Regions from separate parts of the Ovis aries genome. Here region 1 is linked to region 2. Evidence: chromatin contacts called from public Hi-C data. All regions are on one chromosome and are shown on one strand. Each heading gives the region's core, a stretch centred on a gene start, on an enhancer-like site or on the middle of the called end of the contact. The rest is flanking DNA. Distances are from core to core; before and after follow the strand shown. Region 1 has its middle 220 kb from the start of TRIB2. Region 2 holds the start of TRIB2 (tribbles pseudokinase 2).

The links. A called contact is a pair of places that touch in the nucleus more often than the background predicts.
Region 1: a contact with region 2 is called in a Hi-C map of liver, with 3 times the contacts expected there. The contact joins the enhancer-like site here to the promoter of TRIB2 in region 2. A contact is called at or near these places in 5 of 16 Hi-C or Micro-C datasets (hypothalamus, liver, mixed tissues and 1 more).

What each region holds. Positions count from the first base shown.
Region 1 is chr3:21,770,436-21,774,662 of ARS-UI_Ramb_v3.0, reverse strand. No RefSeq gene overlaps it. Among named protein-coding and RNA genes, the nearest start is that of TRIB2, 220 kb to the right of the region's middle. Within about 2 kb of position 2,817, at least 3 of the 54 cell types and tissues checked have an H3K27ac peak or open chromatin away from gene starts, as enhancers often do. A contact at or near this core is called in liver, where this site is marked.
Region 2 is chr3:21,550,728-21,555,191 of ARS-UI_Ramb_v3.0, reverse strand. It overlaps TRIB2 (tribbles pseudokinase 2), which reads right to left and starts at 2,386. Exons shown (of 3, transcript XM_042245801.2): 1 at 808-2,386. The coding sequence starts at 1,077.

The sequences.
Region 1 (4,227 bases), core at 1,568-4,067, 220 kb before region 2:
TAATATGTCAGCTACATAAATGCAGGGTCTCTCATGTGTTCACTGTGCTAGTTCTAGAGCCTAAAATCTAGCACACGGTAGACTCTCAATAAATATATACAGAAAGCAAGGTTGTTAAGCAGAGTAGGCGGGATTCTGAGATGATCCACGACTGTTGTCCCCAGTGGCACTCCCATGGGATATTCCACTACACAGCAAAAGGGACTTTGCAATGTAAGTAAGGTTTCTAACCAGCTGAATGTGACAAGGCGGGGGTCATCCAGGTGGGCCTAACTTAATGACAAGGACCCTTTAAAATGGTGGTATTTCTCCAGAAGAACAGCAGTCAGAGAGATGAGAGAGACTGGCTGTGGGGGAAGCTCCCCATTTCTGAGATGGAGGGGCCGCTGCCAAGGACCAGAGGGCAGCCTCTAGACACAAAGAGTGTCTCTGGCCAGCACTCAGCAAAGCAAAGGGGCTCTCAGTCCTATAACTACAAAGAACTGAATTCTGCCAATAATCCAGACAAACCTGGAGGAAGAGTCTCCTGCAGAGTCTCCAGCCCCAAGTCCAGCCTCACAGGTACCTTGACTTTGGCCCGGTGAGACCCCAAGCAGAGAAGCCATGGAGACTCCCTGGACTTCTGACCTATAGATCATTGAGATAAAGAGCTAAGGCACTAACCTCTGATAATTTGGTAGATAGCAATAGAAATCTAACGTTGTTGGTGTTCATTTGCTCAGTCGTGTCCAACTCTTTGTGACCCCATGGACTGCATCACACCAGGCTTCTCTGTCCTTCACTATCTCCCAGAGTTTGCTCAAAATCATGTCCATTGAGTCAGTGATGCCATCCAACCAGCTCATTCTCTGTTGCCCTCTTCTCCTCCTGTCCTCAATCTTTCCTAGCATCAGGGTCTTTTCCAATGAGTTGGCTCTTCGCATCAGGTGGCCAAAGTATCGGAGCTTCAGCTTCAGCATTAGTCCTTCCAATGAATATTCAGGGTTGATTTCCTTTAAGATTGACTGGTTTGATCTTTTTTGCTGTCCAAGGGACTCTCAAGAGTCTTCCCCAGCACCACAGAATCTAATAAACTAGATAAAATAAGAACGTTGCAATACAGTATTTACAACATAATTCCCTTTTTTGTTTACATATGCTCGTAATCGTGAGTTTGAATAAGAAACCCAGCTGAAGTACAAACACAATATTAGGAGTAGTGTGGTTTGTTTTGTTTTTTGGTTGGAGAATTGAACTAAGTGGAATATAATTTACCCACATCTGGAAGGCTTGATATCCTATCATTTTCATGGTCTCATGCAAACCATGGTGGCAAATGTAAGTCCTCTTCAGACTGTGGATTCACCTAGACACTGTCATACAGAATGAAGTAAGTCAGGAAGAGAAAAACAAGTATCGTATATTAATGCATATATATGGAAACTAGAAAAATGGTGCAGGTGATCTTATTGGCAAAGCAGAAATAGAGACACAGATGTATAGAACAAACGTGGATATCAAGGGGGAAGGAGGGGCGGGAGGAATGGGAGATTAGGATTGACGCATATACACTATAGATACTAGTTATAGAATAGATAACTAACAAGGACCTTACTGTATGTAGTTTAGTCACTCAATCATGTCCGACTTTTTGTGATCCCACAGAGGACAGCCCACCAGTCTCCTCTGTCCATGGGATTCTCCAGATAAGAACACTGGATTGGATTGTCATTCCCGTCTCCAGAGAATCTTCTTGACCCAGGAATCAAACCTGGGTCTCCTGCGTCACAGGCAGACTCTACCATTTGGACTACAGGGAAGACCTGTACTGTATCTCACTGAACTCTACTCATTGCTCTGTGGCAACATAAATGGTAAGGAAATCCTAAAAGAGGGGATATATGTATGTGGCTTGCCAGGCAGCACAGTGGTAAAGAATCCACCGGCCACTGCAGGAGACGCAAGAGACGTGGGTTCAATCCCTGGATCAGGAAGATCCCCTGTAGGAGGAAATGGCAACACACTCCAATATTCTCGCCTGGGACATCCCATGGACAGAGGAGCCTGGCAGGCTACAGTCTATGGATGAGATCGCAGAGTCAGACACGACTGCACACACACACACACACACACACACACACACACACGTATAGATGATTCATTTTGCTGTATAGCAGAAACTAACACGACATTGTAAAGCGACAATTCTCCAATAAAAATTGATGAATTTTTTTTCGTGGGTTCATGGAAGAAACACAGCCATTTAAGTCCATCTCAAGTGTCAGCTCATCTTGGAATCAATCAGCTGCTTGGACACATAATAGCGTAGTGCTCAGTTTGAGAAATGAACAATTAGTTTTCAAAATCTAACCTCACCACTTACAGGCTTCCTTAAACTTGGATAATTTAAATAACCTCTCATAACTTTAGTTTCCACAAAGCTGGGGTGCGGATGAGAATAGCCACCAGGTAGGGCCATTGTGAAGACACAGTGGAATAATAAATGAGTGCCTGGTTCACTACATGGCAGATGCTCCACTGAGTTATAGTTCTTTATTTATCAGAAATGAGCTGTGATAATAGTTTGTTTTTGGTCTTCCCATGGTTCTTAGGTGAGTATATTCTAATACTCTTAAATGCCTAGCACAGCGCCTGGCACTTACCAGATGCTTAAATACTTCTAGTTCAGCTAATGAATGGAAGAGTAAAATAATACTGTTTAAAACTGAAACTGTAAAATAAAAATAGAATGTTTGGCTCCTGAAGCAACACAGGTTGCAGTAACATGTGATGACCACAGGATGTCACTATAAAGAAGACAGCGCTGCATTTCAGGAACATTCTGGATACTCTGCCCCTTCCCTCTCCTGGGACTCCAGGGAAAGGACACAATCGCAATACTGTGAAGGCAGAAAGCACACTGCCAAGAATCTGCACACCTCCCTCATACTCCGCCACGCAAATCCGTGCCTTAAAAACACAACTCCTGATTTACAGAGGGAAATATTTATTCTGGGCTGGTAGACCTAAATAAAAACTCAAGAAACCTCGTTTGAGGGCAGTTTTATTTCTGCAGCCTTTTGCCTATCCTGGCTTTACATCTGCCTCTCTGGGGATGGGTAGAAGTAACATGGAAAAGAAGAAAATGCAGAGTCAAACTTCAACTCCGTTGTTACCATTTGTATGTCTGTGCAAGTTTCTCAACCTTTCTGAACTTCATTTTGTCCTGTGAAAAAAGGGCAAAACAGAGATAAAGAGATTACAGATGTGCTGTTGCAACTACAGAGATTTAAGCACAACAGCCTTCTCTAAAGACTAGTTCTCAGAGTAGCCCGGAGTCAAAGAGAAGAATCTTCTCTGCAATTCTGGAAGGATTTGGGCATTGAGCCCACAGCTACTTGGCCTGCAGCATCTATCTCCAACAGATCAACAAATTCTCTGAATAAAGCTTAGTTGGACGTGGCCCCCAACAGTAACTTTCCCTTTCAAAAAAACACACTCTGTTGAGTACAAAAAAATTGCTCCTCACCAGACTCTAAAAAAGGGTATGAATGTCATTGTCTCTCTGGCTTCCTGTGGTCTCCATAAAATCTCCAAGCAGAGTATTCTGGGCTCATAAAAATGTCCACAGCCCATTTCTCATCTGCTTTAATGACGTTTCCTAATGGCTGACATTGACATTGGCATCTTTTCTCTGGGGAAAGTGTTGTGAGACTGGCTTTCCCCTTCCCCAAAATAGCTGGTGGAACAGCCCAGGAGCTGGAATACACAGAGGCGATTTTTCTCTTCCCATGAAGAGATATATCCTCCAAGATACGGGAACTCCGCCTCATTTCCTGTGGCGACAGGCTGAGAGGTCCCATAGCCACCAAGAAGCATTTGCATCCCCACTCAAGGAGTTCAGCTTTGTGTTGTTCCCGGAGCTCTGGGAAGAGAATGAAATTAGAAAGAAAAAAAAATGACTTTAGTATCCATTATCTGTGAAAGAGGTTCTATGAGCTATGTTGTGTCAATAGGACTTCCCTTGTGATTCAGCTGGTAAAGAATCTGCCTGCAATCTGGGAGCCCTGGGTTCCATCCCTGGGTTGGGAAGATTCCCTGGAGAAAGGAAAGGCTGCCCACTCCAGTATTCTGGCCTGGAGAATTCCATGGACTCTATAGTCCATGGGGTTGCAAATAGTCAGACTCGACTGAGCAACTTTCACTTCCACTTTGTGTAAATAAGGAGATCTTATTTCAAAAAGAAGC
Region 2 (4,464 bases), core at 1,137-3,636:
CCAAATGCTGGCCTCTAAACCCTACAGGCAAAGGTGTATGTTGGGCGGGTTGGGGGGTAGGTAGTGGGGGCAAATGGGTCGGGGGTGGGGGGGGCGGAGTTCAGGCAAGGAAAGCTGGAGATGAGAAGAAATAGAGACAAGAGAAAAAGACCCTAAGGATTCACAATTTCCTATACCCAGAGGTGCGCTGGTGGCTTTGATTTCCGCCCCCAACCTTCCTTTCAAGGCTCCAGGCAGAAGGAGGCTCTTTGTAAACTCCTTCCCCGCGCTGAGCCCCTGGGCTCAGCCAGAGGGGACACCTTTGTGCGTCTCTTTTAAAGGGCACCTACGGAACAAAGGTTCCACACCTGCACGCTGCCGAGAACAATGGCTGCGAAAGAAACCGAGGCATCAGCGCCTAGAAATTAGCCGGGGGATTCCCTACACGGTGCTGGCAGGGGAGGGGGCTGGACCCAGGGAGAAATCCCCGGGCCGCGGGACCCGGCGTAACGCAGAGGGGCTCCACGAGCCGAAGCGACCACGCGTGGTCGTGGCCCCCGCTCAGTCCCGCCGCCTTCTCCGCGGCGGGCTCTCCCCAGAACGCCCCCGCCGCAGCCCGCCCCATTGTCTGCAACGCTCTAAAAACTTCGCGACTAGTCGAACGCGAACAAATAAATTCAGAACCCCATTTAACAAGCCCACGGATAATTAATCAGGCGAATCTCCCTCCCCCGGACCGCAGGGCTCTGCAACCTCCCGCCCCCTCCCAAAGGCCGGGGCATCTTTTCAAAAGACAAAACAGCCAAAAGCAAACCCCGGGCTCTTTACCTTGCACACCAGCTCCTCTCCACTGTGCAGATGCACGGCCCGAAAAACGTGGTCTCCCTCCAGGGGTTCCAACAATAAGTATTTCCCAATGCAAGAAACGCAATGCGACAAGTTCGGAGTCTCAGGCGGGCTCGGGGAGCCGAGGTTCGGGCTGAAACTCTGGCTGGGTTCGGCAGATCTTATAGACGACAACTCCTCGAAATCCTGGGTTTTGTTCCGCGATCTCCCATATCTTGCTATTGTGATGGGGGTAGACCTGTGTATGTTCATGAGTGTGGGGATCGCACTCGACAAACAAAAAAAAAAACCGCTGGAGAGATGAGTCGCGGGCGAGTGCGGCTGCAGGCGCCTCCGTGCCACGGATGTTAAAAGGGATCGAGAGGGGAGGGACGGGAAGGGGGCTACGTGGAGAAAGAGTTAGAAGCACCCACCAAACGGCAGCCGCCGGGCACCTCGTCTGCTCCGAGCCCGACTCCCGGGGGGTCCTCGGTCGGCGGCAACTCGGGTCCTTTTGTTACCCCCAAAGCCGCCAGCGATTTGCAGAATCTTCGCACTTTTAGTTTCTCTCTCGCGCTCGCTCCTTTTGCAGCGTGGATCTGGACTTGTAACCGGATTGCTAAGGTGAGGAGCTGCAGCTCTGGGGCTCCCGAAGCAGTCCCCACGCAGGCTCCCGAGGCAGACGGGGCGGAGGAGCCTCGCTGTAGTTTGTGCAGTCTTCGGGGAGCGCACACGGCCGCCGCTTGGTCTCGGCGCGTTAGAAACCAAACAAAAAGAAAAAGGAAACAAGCCCGGGTACCGGCTCGCGCCGCACCGCAGACTGAATCCGCGCTGCACCCCCTTTTTTGGTGGAAAGGGTGGGGGGCGTGGAAGGCGGGCGGGGGGGAGGTTGCCGGAGAGGGTCCGGAGAGGGTAATTACCTACGTTTTAACTGTAGATGGCGTCTGAGGCTTTTCCAAGATCGCTAGAGCTCTCCAAAATTTAAACAAACAGACAAAAAGAAAAAAAAAAAAAAATAGCAAGGGAGCATTTAACTTAGAGCGGTCAGCGCTGCCAACAAAAGATTGCAAAAGCCGGGCACGGAGTTGCGGGCCGGGCTCAGGTACGCGACAAAGCCCAGGGCTTGGCCCGCCGGGCGGAGGTCAGCACCGGCTCATGCCGTCGCCGCTCCCTCGCGCTCTGGATAGGCCTCCGGAGAAAGCGAGAAGTGCGCGCAGGAAGGACGAGGGTAGATCAATGGTCTCCGGTGTCCCCGACACGAGCTTCCGGGGGTCCTCCCGGCGCAGGAAAGGGATGCACCTCCAGCCCAGTCAACCCACGCCGTCTCCTCTCTCGCTCTTTTCACTGGATCGCGCCTTGGAATAATTTGCCACCGCTCCGTCACCCCTTACCCTCAACCCAAACTGCCTGGCGGGGTTGTTTGGAGAAAATTGACGGCTTCTCTTCTTCTTTGATTTTTGTTCTTCCCCCCACCCGGAGGTTAAGAGAAACGTGTATTGGAAATGGAAGGGGACGGCCGACGGTGCCCGAGGCCAATCCCCGAGCTCAGCACGCCCGCATCTCTCGGCGAGGCGGTATTAATAGTTACTTACGTGGCCGGGGATCTCTGCGCGAGCGGGGCTGTGTGTGTGCGCGCGCGCGCCTCGCTCGCGCTCGGTCTCCCCATTCAATGTCACCGACACATTTCCACTGAGCCTCCGCCCCCCTCTCCCCCCCAACTCCACCACCACCCGGCGGCACCAGCGACTGGCTGAGCGCAGCGTCGGCCCCGCCCCGCCCCCGCCCGGGGCCCCCCCTCATTGAGCCGGAGGCCCATCAATCAGCCTCTCCGCTGCCAGTCCTCTGGCAGCTCCCCGCGCCCGCAGGCGGCTGCCACTGCCATTGCAGCTCCCGGCTCCGGACGCGAGCGCTCGCCTTCCCCCTTCCCCCCCAGGATGGCTCAGCCCGGGTGAGGTAAACAAAGTGCTTTATCCACCCGGGGCCCGGAGCCGGTGAGGTAGCGCACCCCGCCAGGGAGGGACTGTCCCGGCGCCGCCACCGGCTAACTGCGCGCCCTGCTGCAGGCGGCGGGGCGACTTCTGCCCCGCCGCCAAGTCCCTAAGAAGCTCCATCAGTGACGAGTGGACTTCCTAACTCGTTCATCTTCCCGGGTGCTCCTCCCCAGCAAGCTGGGCATCCTCTGAGCGTTCGGACACCGCTGCTCACATAGCTCTTTTCCTTGGAAGATGTGCTTGCCGCACCGAGTTTCAAAAATCAGTTTCATTATCTTTTTCCAACACTCTCCTCCCCGTATAAGAAAAAACGGATTGCTTGCTTTTAGTTGGTGTCCCCCTCCACCCTCCACCTACCATCAGGCTTTTAGTATTTTTCTGCCTGCCAAATACCAGCTCAAAGACATCTTTTAACTCAGACCGCAGGTAATCACTAATTCTTCCGCTCCCAAGACATGCCCAGAGGGCTTTGGCCCAGGCAAACAGTGCTGGCGCATACCTTCTGCGAAGCTTGGGGCCCCTTCAGTCCGAGTCCCTTTCTCTTGTTCTCTTTATGTTTCCTCCCTCAACACACGTGGACCACAGAGGCACTTGGCACTGGAAATCAGATGAGGGCTGCAGGTTCACTCCAGTTATTCCCAATTTCCATAAGAGGTGCCAGTCCTCTGATTTAGGCTAGAACTTGAACAGAGGCCTGGACTGCCAGGCCTTAATCTAATGTATCCTGGTAAACCAAGCAATCTGATTGGGGACCAAAACAAACAAACAAACAAACCCAAGGGGCTGAGAAAGGGGAGTTTAGAATACTCTGAACTTTTATACCCATGTATGCATATTTTCTGGAGAAGGCAATGGCACCCCACTCCAGTACTCATACCTGGAAAATCCCATGGACGGAGGAGCCTGGAAGGCCGCAGTCCATAGGGTCCAAGAGGGTCAGACACAATTGAGCGACTTCACTTTCACTTTTCACTTTCCGCTTTCATGCATTGGAGAAGGAAATGGCAACCCACTCCAGTGTTCTTGCCTGGAAAATCCCAGGGACGCGGGAGCCTGGTGGGCTGCTGTCTATGGGGTCTCACAGAGTCAGATAGGACTGAAGTGACTTAGCAGCAGCAGCAGCAGCATGCATGTTTTCAGGCTTCCCAGTGGGCACTAGTGGTAAAGAACCTGCCTGCCAATGCAGGTTAGACTTGAGAGGCTTGGGTTCCATCCCTGGGCTGGGAAGATCCCCTGGAGGAGGACATGGCAACCCACTCCAGTATTCTTGTCTGGAGAATCCCATGGACAGAGAAGTCTGGTGGGCTGCAGTCCATAGGGTCGCACAGAGTGGACACAGCTGAGCAGGCACATGCATATTTTCTAGTCTGCGAGGAAAAGCGGACTATATCATGTATTGCCCGTGGCAGGACACTTAAAAAAAATATTTACTTGGCTGTGTCTGGTCTTAGTTGTGGCACCATGTGGGATCTTAGTCCTCCCCACCCACCCAACCAGGGATCAATTCCCTCCACCCATCCCCTGCATTGGAAGGTGGATTCTTAACCACTGAACCACCAGGGAAGTCCTTGGTAGGACACTTTTGAGTCACAAAAAGAGAGCTCTGTAGGATTATGACCACTGGGGCATATTTGCAATTTATGATTATACACAAACTCCAGAGATAAGC